Linked DNA regions of Gossypium hirsutum: region 1 is linked to region 2. A link is a contact called in public Hi-C data. All regions are on one chromosome and are shown on one strand. Each heading gives the region's core, a stretch centred on a gene start, on an enhancer-like site or on the middle of the called end of the contact. The rest is flanking DNA. Distances are from core to core; before and after follow the strand shown.

Region 1 (2,762 bases), core at 229-2,728, 49 kb before region 2:
TGAAGGAAACCCAGATTGAGAAGGAAGGCCACCGCCTTGTGATCCTAGCATCCCTGAATTTGTTCGCAAAAGAGATGACGGAACAGACTGCGCACCACCTATTGGAGTAGAAGACCCTAATGGCACCATGTTTCAAGACTAACTACCTAAAACTCACTCACAAAAATGTAACAACTATCTAAAACAACATGAATTCAACTAAATAAACTACAGTTAATAACAAAACACAAAAAAATCAGCCGCAGAGTTCAAGAAATCAGCCCAACTTGGCTGCTTTTAACTTTCCAGTCCTCATTGTGGACAAATAACAAGGGATCAGTTCTGTGCCTGAGCATATAGCTTTCTGCTCCACCATACAAGCGGCCATTACCAAAGAAAACCGAAGCCCAAGAAGAAGCTCTGATTCTGAGCATTCTAACATTTACAGTCAAGCAACACTAGAATGGCTTTCCCTCGAATTCCTAATAAAAGAAAAGAAGACATAAGAATTTTCAGATCCACTGAAACATAAATCATCCGAAAAATAATTTTACTAACATTCAGCACAAAAAGTAATTAAGACTGTCAACAAAAAGAAATTTAAAACTGAAATCCGATAACCGTAAAATCAAACTCCAATCGAATCTTAAAGAAAAACCCAAATCTCAAAACCGTAGAAATTTCATTAAAACTCAAACAAAATTTTACTTAAAATTAGAGAAAGACAGTAAAATCAACTGACCAAGCTGAAATTTTTAACCTCCAAACCCCCAAAAAATTGCAACTTTATTAGAAGAAAAACGAACGTTTAACCAAATACATTAAAAAAGCAACTAAACTCGATCCAGCCACTAACAGCAGAAATCAATGATCCAGACTTAAACCCCAAAAAAAACTAGCAAAAGGGTCAAAGCTGAAGAGACTTTGAGAAGACTTACCAGCGTTGAAAAATTCTCACAGTTACTGTCAAAAGATAAACAAAGAAGAAGGGGAAAGAAAATAAAAAAAGTAAAGAAAGTTTCCCAAATCTCCAAAGCTTTGATTTCAATCAAAACATACCCAAAACAAAAAATACCAAAATGTCTTTTGAACTCTCTTTCTCTTCAATTCTTCTACTCCTTTTTTTTTCTTCTTTTTTGCTTCAATAATCTGAAGCAATTAATATGTCTACACTTCACCAAAAAAAAAAAAACCTTCTTTTTGCTCTCCTCTTAAATCAATTCTTCTGCTTTTCCTTTTTTCTTGTCTCAGTACGTGCCCTGTTCTTCTTCGCTGTATCTAGTGAGAGAAAGAGAGTGTTTGTATTGTCCTTTGCGGACGTCAAAATTTCATTCCATTAGATTGAATTTTTCTTTTATTTTCCCCCCTTCACTCCCTTCTTTTGTTTCCATGGAATGATGATGATGATGATGGCATCACATCCATCCATCCATCCATCCATCATGAATTATGGATGATGGGATGTATTAAAGTGACGCACTTGTTTCGTTGCATGTGTATGCTTACACTAATGCCACATGATTGTTTCAATTTTCTTTTCAAATTTGATTATTTTAAAACTAAATTACCATAAGCTTAGTATGGGGTTAAAAGTAAAATTTTGTTGCCATAAGAATTAATATAATTTACTTAAATTTAATTTAATCCAATTCAATTAAAAGAGACTATGATAAATTAATTGAAATTTAATTTTTCAATGAATTATTCAAAATTAGAAATTGAATAATTCGATTATCATTAGCGTATCGCTTCCATCTTGGTATTCATCAGTAGCTGCCTATATTTGTAGCAGTTCATATTTATTTTTTTAAAATAAAATTATGTTATTAATTTAATTTATAATTTATAATTTATATGTTTTACTAAAAATTTAAAAATAAATTATAAACATCTATATTATATTTAAGTTTTTGGCTAAGTGTATATCACAAGTCAACCGTATATTAATTCAATTGGAAAACAATTAAAAACTCAATTTCTTTATAAAGTAACAAATATTGATATATCTAAAAAGAATTCATTCTTGATGACCTATCTTAATTTTACTTTTAAATCAAAATCATATTTAATTATTTTTTTAGGAGAAAGGATTGTATGAATCTGTGATTTCATGTCATCTCTATCCCTTTCCAATAGGAAAATGACGAATTCGATTTTTCCTCTTGAATTTAACATTTTTAGTTGAATTTAAATTTTTTCAGGAGAAAAAATCTAATTTGTCATTCTCCTATTAGAAAGGGATAGTGATGACGTGGAATCACAATTTCATATAATCCCTTCTCTTTTTTTTTTAGTTACTGAGAAAAATATAATGTCGGTAATGACAATATATTTCAAAGAAAAATAAAAATAGAAAAATAAAGAACACACAAATTTTACGTGGAAACCCTTTCGGGAAAAAACCACGGGCAGAGGAGAAGAAAATTCACTATGTCGAAAACTTAATTACAAGAGGAGTAGACTATGCCTATTTATAGGCTTGTAAACCTTATTCTAATAGGAGTGAAACTCCTTATTCAAATAATATCAAATAGATGGAGTTTAATAAGGTTTAGAAACCTTATTCTAAAATAAAATAAAAGGGATCACTTTTATTTTATTTTACCACAGTATTTTATTTAAATAAGGATTTGGGTCACTTAATTCTAACAGTTACAAAAGGAAGTTGAATTATAACGCTCAACTGATAATAATAGACTGATTACTCAGCATTTATCCCTCAACATTACACATTGCACCATCAAAGGTGATTATGAGAAAAAATAAAACCACGTTTAGCAACT
Region 2 (2,700 bases), core at 50-2,549:
TTATTTGAAGCATTTAATATTATCCTTTAAACAATTTACCTCTAAAATTTACATTTATCAAAGAACCTAATTGTATTTCATATTTAATTTTAAATAATAATATACCAAATAGATTTTATAACTTAAGTTCGACACATAATTTTTCAAGATTCAAATTTTTAATACTTAATTTTTCAGTTTATCAAATAAGATATGAAATACAAAATCCGGAATTTAGTTAGTAAAAAAAATTGAAGGAACTAACAAATTTGGTAAGGACTTAAATGAGTGTTAAAAAAAAAAAGTAGCAAAACTTGAAACCAATAAATTTGATTTGAATGATCCAAAAACAAATTCTTTTGAAGAAAAAAGTTAATTTGAATAAATCCAAAAACAGTGAACTTTTTATCATAATCCTGTGGGCTAGGCTAGAACCAGAAGAGCGCATATATCTCCCTCTAATTGGATCCAAGTCAGAAGAAAATAATTAATATTTATGTAAAAATTAAAATACAACGTCAAAGTTTAAACTTATAAACTAATACTTCAAAGGAGTGTTATGCATTAGTTTTTTTTGGCTTAATATATAGATTGACCCCTAAACTTAGTAACTTTTCTCAAATTGGCCCTAAACTCTCTTTTTTATCACATTACTTCCTAAGGTTGGTATTTGTTATATAAATTTGTCCTTATTGTTAACATCATTAGTTTTTTTAAGGCTTAATATATAGATTGACCCCTAAATTTGGTAACTTTTCTCACATTAGCCCCTAAATTTTTTTGGATCATATTGACTCCTAAGATTGTCATCCACTAAACATATTGATCCCTACACTAACACAGTTTGTTTTTGAAGAATTTGCTGATGTGGACAAGTATGAGAGCGACACGTGAAGAAATAAAGAGACGACATGTAGATTCATTTTTAATCATTCCTAAAACATAAAAAAAAACTTTAAATTTTGAAAAAAATTCAAAAAAATTGAATATATAAAAAATAAAATTTCAACCCCATACTTATCCACATCAACAAATTCCTAAAAAAATACAGTGTTAATGTAGAGATCAGTCTTTATAACACATGCCAACCTTAAGAACCAATATGATAAAAGAAATTTAGGGATTAATGTGAGAAAATTGACAAATTTAGGAGCAAATCTATATATTAAGCAGTTTTTTTTTATGTATTTTCTTTCACGTAAGTTGTAAGTGTCTCATAATTTAATACGAGTATAAAATGAAAAAAAACAAAGAGTTAATTAATGTGTGGCTCACGGATGCACAGGGACAAAAAGCAGTAAAGCACTACACTGCACCCTATTTTTTCCCGATGACTGCGGTGAGGTGTTAACATGTGGAGAGGACTACATTACTTAATATGTTATCCAAAATTCGGATTTTTATCAACGGTGATTATACGACCGCTCCAAAAAGAATAAACGAATACCACGTTAATTTCCTTTGTCCTTTTATTATTATTATTATTTATATATAACTAATATACTGAATTTTTTGCGTTTTATTTTGGCAATCGAATAATGAAAATTTTTAATTTATCATTAAATTATTTAAATTTATAATTTTAGCCGTTAAATTTGAAACTGTTGGATAACATGACTGTTATAAACTATAATAATGATATTTAATTATGAGAATGTTTTTGTTTTAATCATTTAATTATAAAAATTTTTCGATTTAATCACTAAATTTCTTTGAAATTAGATTTTTTAGTCACCATGCCTTTAATAACAAATTTAGCCATTCAATATTTATATCTTCTATAAATTTAACCTTCAATATTTATAAAATTTTTAATTTCATCTTAATTATTGCTTTTTTTTCTTAACCTACTCTTTTAGGTTCTTAGGTGGTGTTATTCACTGCAATAAAATTCAAAGGTTTCTAGTTTTTTATGTCAAAAAAATCTTAAGTTGTTGGTAAAATTTTTTTAACACTTTAGATTAAACAATGTTTTTTCGACACTAGAAAATTCAAAGGTTTTTAGTTTCCGACGCCAAAAAGATAATAAGTCATCGGAAAGTTGTTTATTATTATTGTTGTTATTGTAAATTTTTATGTTAAAATAGTGGTTCTTTTGTGCCCAAAACACTCAAGTCTTATTAAAAAACTTTCTAGTGCCAAATACTAGTAAGAATGTTTAGAGTTAAAATTTATTGATTTTTTTAGAATTAGGACTAAATTGATAGAACATATAAATATTGAATGGTAAAATTTGTTATTAGGCGAATAAAAAATAGTCATGTCCAATGTTTGTTATAAATTTAATGGCATGGTACTAAAAAATTTAATTTTGGAAACATTAGTGACTAAATAATTTTTTTTATAGTTGGATGATGAAAACAAAAACACTCTCATAGTTGAGTGACCATTCATGTAGTTTATAACGGCCACATCATCTAGTTGTTTCAAACTTAGTGACATAGTGATTAATAGAAACAAATTCAAATAGTTTAGTGATCAAATTTAAAATTTTCATAGTTAGGTGACCAAAATAGAAATATGTAAAAATTCAGTGGCTAATTAAGTAGTTTACCCATGTAACACCCCTAACCCATATCCGTCACCGGAACAAGGTTACAAAGCATTACCAGGGTTTACGGATTAATCAGACAAAAAATTTTAAACATTTCATTACATTTCATTACATATCAATACTCATAATAAAACCTATCAAAATCATATTTATTGTCCCTTAAACGA

What was found. Hi-C and Micro-C count contacts between places; a contact is called where the count stands out from the background.
Region 1: a Hi-C map of leaf shows a contact between it and region 2, with 3 times the contacts expected there. The contact joins the promoter of LOC107910419 here to the enhancer-like site in region 2. A contact is called at or near these places in 22 of 34 Hi-C or Micro-C datasets (anther, callus, cotyledon and 6 more).

Annotation. Positions count from the first base shown.
Region 1 is chrD02:11,307,644-11,310,405 of Gossypium_hirsutum_v2.1, reverse strand. It overlaps LOC107910419 (transcriptional corepressor SEUSS), which reads right to left and starts at 1,478. Exons shown (of 10, transcript XM_016838252.2): 1 at 1,039-1,478; 2 at 1-461. The coding sequence starts at 129.
Region 2 is chrD02:11,258,415-11,261,114 of Gossypium_hirsutum_v2.1, reverse strand. No RefSeq gene overlaps it. Among protein-coding and RNA genes, the nearest start is that of LOC107910419, 49 kb to the left of the region's middle. Within about 2 kb of position 1,299, at least 2 of the 9 cell types and tissues checked have an H3K27ac peak or open chromatin away from gene starts, as enhancers often do. A contact at or near this core is called in hypocotyl and leaf, where this site is marked.